2 separate regions of the Zea mays genome follow, and region 1 is linked to region 2. The links are chromatin contacts, called in public Hi-C maps. All regions are on one chromosome and are shown on one strand. The core of a region is the stretch at or near the end of the contact, and the rest is flanking DNA. Distances in the headings are between cores, read along the strand shown. Region 1 holds the start of LOC100381832 (ABC transporter C family member 4). Region 2 holds the start of LOC103641505 (G-type lectin S-receptor-like serine/threonine-protein kinase LECRK4).

What was found. Hi-C and Micro-C count contacts between places; a contact is called where the count stands out from the background.
Region 1: a contact with region 2 is called in a Hi-C map of leaf mesophyll, with 2.3 times the contacts expected there. The contact joins the promoter of LOC100381832 here to the promoter of LOC103641505 in region 2. A contact is called at or near these places in 4 of 25 Hi-C or Micro-C datasets (ear, leaf, leaf mesophyll and 1 more) and 1 of 3 datasets of contacts at active chromatin or transcription factors (leaf).

The regions. Positions count from the first base shown.
Region 1 is chr10:102,900,202-102,902,939 of Zm-B73-REFERENCE-NAM-5.0, reverse strand. LOC100381832 (ABC transporter C family member 4) reads left to right here and starts at 1,359. Exons shown (of 11, transcript XM_008664854.4): 1 at 1,359-2,738. The coding sequence starts at 1,467.
Region 2 is chr10:102,436,333-102,439,241 of Zm-B73-REFERENCE-NAM-5.0, reverse strand. It overlaps LOC103641505 (G-type lectin S-receptor-like serine/threonine-protein kinase LECRK4), which reads left to right and starts at 1,300. Exons shown (of 1, transcript XM_008664849.4): 1 at 1,300-2,909. The coding sequence starts at 1,345.

The sequences.
Region 1 (2,738 bases), core at 110-2,609, 460 kb before region 2:
TATATGAAAAAATAGAAAAAAAAATAAAATCGGGCCGTACCGGGTCTAGCCCGTCGTGCCACGCCTTCGGCACAGGCACGACCCGGTGACCGGGCCGAGCCGGCACGGGTCCAGTTCACTACGTGCCGTGCCGGGTTCGTGCCGGGCCAAATCCGTGCCGGGTTTTGGGCCGCCCAACAAGCCCGATCCGTTTATACATCTATAATCGGCTCCCAACTCCAACTGCCCCTCGTTCCTGTTTGAATCGGGTGGTGTCGGCGGCCGCCGGTGCCGTGATGCCCAACGAGGAGTGGAGATGTGGGGCGCGAGTGAAGTTGGGGCAGCGAGGAGGAAGATGTACATGATCTTCCTCTGTTGCTCATCTTCTATGATTGTCTTCTATTTGAGAGCGTCTATACCAACACCGGCCGGTGAAAAAAATTCTAGGAGAAGAAAAGAAAACGAGAATAATAATGTCGCCAGATTAATAGTTGAATTGTAGTTTATGTCATCACGTAGAAACCATAGCAATGTATAGGACCAGTTTGAGAGTTAAATTGTAGTTTATGTCATCAGAAATCGTAGCAGTACACAGACACTTAACTAGTGTTTTATTAAAATAAAATTTCTTAGAATTACTATCTGAGAAAATGATAAAGACCCTGGAGGGGATTAGATTCCCAAACTAGCCCAAGCGGAATCCGACCACCGAATTCCCTAGAACATAAACTAGAGCCGTTATTTGGCTCAGTTTCGGTAAAAAAGTACCCTGCCCTCGGAATAGGATAGCAACGCGTGGATCTTTTGAAATAAGACATCAACAAACACATAACAAGACAGATACCATTTCACAGCGCAGTAGCGTGCGCTAAACAAAGCGCTATCAACATACAGTGCTACCTATAGAGTCCGTCCCTTTTTACTCTAAATCTAGCCTTTTTGTCTCTGAGATAAATATGAGATGTGGCTGTATATGTTATGGTGATGATAAAAATAAATGATATAATATGTGATAGTTGGTATAGAGTTGAAATATAGAGTAAATATAATTGTAAAATATTAAGGTATAGTATACAGAATCTTGCTGATAAGACAAGATATTACATTCAAAGTAGAAATTTAGAATTATATTAATGCGAATAGCCTTATATTATTAAAATAGGCTACATCTCGGAGAGGTCCGTCAATGAAAGCGGCATAGTATACCAGTCTCCAGAACCTTAAACAAGAGTATACAAAAAAATGGAGAGGGCTAGTCAAGAACGTCACAACTCACAAACCGAAGTACAGAAGCCACGAATTTCCTCGAGTTGAGTGTTGAGTCGTCTCGTCTCGTCTTATGTGAACCGAGTCAACCGACCCAATCCCCATCGACGGATCCCCCAACGAGTTCCGACTTCCGTTCCACTAGCAGTCTGCACTCGGCAGTCGGCCAGTCGCACAGCCAGAGAGCCAACAAGCCCGCAGGGCCGCCGCAGGCACACGGGATGGCGCTCCCATGGTGGCTCACCACCAAGGCGTGCACAGCGCCGCCGCCTGGCCCCGGCTCCTTCTCCGATGCGGTCGCGTTCCTCTTCCTCTCCCCGTGCCCGCAGCGCGGGCTCCTCGCCACCGCCGACCTCGTGTTCCTCGTCGCCTGCATCGTCCGCCTCGCCAGACGCCTTCGCAGGGGACACCCGGTGCCCGCGGCTGCTCCCCCTCCCGAGCGCGAGGCGCTGCTGCAGAAGCCGAACCATCCTTCGCCGCCGCTCGTCCGCCACGTGCTCGCGCTCGGGGCCTCCGCGGTGTTCGCGGCGGTGTCCGTCGTCCTCCTCGCGCTCGCGCTCCTCCTCCTGCCGGCCACGCCGTGGCGCGCCGCGGAGGGAGCCTTCCTCTCCGTCCACGCCGTCGCGCACGGGGTGGCTGCCTGGACCATCGTCTCTTCGCGGAGAGCAGGAGCTGCCCCGGAGGCGCACCTCCGCGTGTTCTGGCTCGCCACCGCTCTCGGCGCCGCGCTCTTCTCTGCCTCGGCAGTGGTCCGCGGCGCGGACGCCTCGCTGCTCTTCCCCGATGACATTCTCGCCTTCGCTGGTCTGCTTGTCTCCCTGCCTCTGGCATACATAGCGGTCACCGGCTTCACCGGCAATGTCACCAGGGCACAAGAAGGTGAACCGGAACACGCCGGTCCAGAGGCGCCCTCCTCGCCGTACACCACCGCTTCGTTCCTTTCGCGCGCTACGTTCAGCTGGATAAACTCCCTCATCACCAAGGGCTACGCGGCCGAATCCCTCAAAACCGAAGACGTGCCCCCGGTCTCTGCCGCCCACCGCGCCGAGGCGGCGCACGCCTTGTTCATGTCCAATTGGCCAGCGTCGCCAGCATCTCGGCACCCGGTCGGCGTGGCACTCTGGCTCTCTTTCTGGCCGCAGCTCGTGCTTACTGCGTTCCTTGGCCTCGCTCGTCTGGGGGCCATGTACGTTGGGCCGTCGCTCATCGATCAGTTCGTCGAGTTCATCCGCCGCGGCGGGACATCATGGGAGGGCCTTCGTCTCGTTCTCATCTTGCTCGCTGGCAAGGCCGTCCAGACGCTGGCATCGCACCATTACAGCTTCCAGGGACAGCTTCTGGGCATGCGCATCCGCGGCGCGCTGCAGACGGCGCTGTACCGCAAGTCGCTGCGCCTCACCGCCGGTGCTCGCCGAGCGCACGGCGCTGGAGCCATCGTCAACTACATGCAGGTCGACGCTGGGATCGTGTCCTACGCCATGCACGGACTCCAC
Region 2 (2,909 bases), core at 51-2,550:
TTGATACAATGTATAATTCACGACCCAGAACGGACTGAAATTTCAACAGAACGATCCAATTAAGTAGCAATCAATCACTAAAGACAGATTCAACCGAGCAAAAAAGGCACGTAAGATATACACTTGGAGCCGGAAGTGAGAGAGCGAGAGGTATAGATGTCCAACGGACCGGGAACGGCCCGATTTATTTTTTTTATTTGTTCATATAAATACATATATTATACTTAATATAGAGTATAACACAAGAAACATGTGTTTTTGTTGGTTATATGGGTGTAAATAAATGTTTAGAGCTAATAAATATGGTTTAAACCCTAAAAATACATACTTTTAGAATATTTTTATCATTTAAACGTCATATATTGTTATGGGCCTGTTAGGTCCGTCGGACGTGGGCCGGTCCGGCACGATTATTAACCTAACAGGCCGTGCTTAGGCCTCGTTTGGGGGCCCGTGGACCGGCACGGCACGGTCCGCTAGCTAATCTAGGCCGGGCCAGCACAGTCCTAATCCGTATCGGGTCTAGCCGTGTTCGGGCCAGGCTGGTACGGCCCGTCCATTTTGACATCTATAGCTTGAATATCAGTTAAGAAAGTTTCGGATTGCCTAGTATTCCACCAATTCTTAATCTAAAGTTTCAGATATTTGTTAAAAGAGAAAGAGACTCCCCAGAGCAAAAGTACGATAAATACAAGATATACGAAAAAAGGCAATGCTTTCTTTTTTATTTTTTATCTGTAAACTGAATTTATATGATATTTCTTTTCTTTGAAGCAAAAATTCTATAACAAGGTTTGAGACCTTGTGTTTGTATCTATTTCTCTTTTTGTATACTAGTGGGGGGAGAGGAGCATCCAGAGAGCGCAAATAGGCGAACGCGCAACCTTCTTGCTCCTCTCGACGAAAATTCGTCAACCTTGAAAAAATACGTACTTCTTTAAAGAGAGTATATGTCGTAGAGAAAATTCAGAAAACAATGCACCAGTCCTTTAACGGAAACTGGCCACAAGTGACCGAAATTTTCTCATATACAATTCCAACCCCCTCTGTTCCAAATTTGGTCGCTACTGAAAATTCAAAATTAAGAACTAAGCCTGACCCTCACGGTAAGTCATTGTGCACCTGTCTTCACGCAACAGTCAATATAACCAAAAAAAAAAGTATTCTCTTCTGTAGAACTATGCCACTTGCCAGCACGCCGAAAACCCGGACTGCTTAACCAATCACATGAACCAGTTGTCTTTATACAGACAGCACGGAGTAGTCACAGACAAGGACCCATGCGCGTGGGCGTGGGGTAGCCAATTGTCGTAATTGACCAGTTCAAAGCTGCTGCTTATAGTCATGTGGAGTCAACGAAGACTCACGAAACAAAGAGATGCATATGTTCGCCATCAGACGCAGGAACTGAGAGCCATACCAAAAGAACTGATGGCAGCTCCCCTTCTCTTCCCCTTGCTGCTGCTGCTGCTGCTGCTGTCGTCCTCTACCACTCCTCTTCAAGCTCAACAGAACTTCACCCAAGGTTCCTCCTTGACGCCCCAAGGGCCTACCACCTCTTGGCTCTCCCCATCTGGCGACTTCGCGTTTGGCTTCCAGCCCATCGAGGGTAACACCTCTTTCTACCTGCTCGCCGTCTGGTTCAACAAGATCGGCAACCTTACAGTGACTTGGTATGCCAAGACCAACGACCCGGATCCAGCGCCGGTGCAAGCTCCATCCGGCTCACGCCTCCAGCTCAACTCCAATGGGGCGCTCTCGCTCCAGGACTCCGCCGGCACAGAGGTATGGAATCCCCAAGTCGTGGGCGCATCCTACGCTGCCATGCTCGATTCTGGAAACTTTGTGCTGGCTGCTGCAGATGGCTCTGCCCTATGGGAGAGCTTCAAATACCCTACAGATACCATCCTGCCCACTCAGGTCCTCACCACTGGAATGAGCCTCCGCAGTCGGATCATCCCCACAGACTATTCCAATGGCCGGTTCCTCCTCGGCCTGCAAAGTACTGGTGCGTCTCTTTATACCGTTGCTGTGCCCTCTGGTTACGAATATGATCCGTACTGGTCCATGGATGTGAACACCACCAATCTGGTGTTCGATGCGTCTGGCGTGATATATATCGGCAACAGAAGTGAAATCACATCTTGGGTGGTCAGCTCCATAGCAGACTACTACCTTCGTGCCACACTTGACCCCGATGGCGTTTTCCGACAGTATATGTACCCAAAGAAGAACAGCAACCAGAGTAATCAGGCATGGTCAGTAGTGGACTTCAAGCCCCCAAATATCTGTGGAGCACAGCTAACAAACGTTGGAAGCGGTATTTGCGGTTTTAACAGCTATTGCACATGGAATGGCGCAAACAACCAGAGTACCTGCAAGTGCCCCGAGCAGTACTCATTTATTGATGATGAGAGGAAGTACAAAGGCTGCAAGCCAGACTTCCAGCCACAAAGTTGCGACTTGGATGAAGCAGCGGCCCTGATGCAGTTTAAGGTCATACCGATGAGCCATGTTGACTGGCCACTGTCTGACTATGAGCAGTATAGCCCCATAACTAAGGATCAGTGTCAGCAACTCTGTCTGACAGATTGTTTCTGTGCCCTTGCTGTGTTCCATGATGAAGACAATACATGTTGGAAGAAGAAGATGCCTTTGTCAAACGGCCAAATGGCGGATGGTGTGCAGAGGACAGTCTATATCAAGGTACGAAAGGACAACGGCACGCAGTCGGAGATCGTCGATTCCAACAAATGGAAGAAAGACAAGAAGAACTGGATCATTGGAAGTTCATTGTTCTTGGGAAGCTCTGTCTTGGTCAACCTTCTGCTGATCTCCATAATACTCTTTGGTACTTACTGTACCATCACGATAAAGGAAGTCCCAGCTATGCAGTCATCAAACAGTAT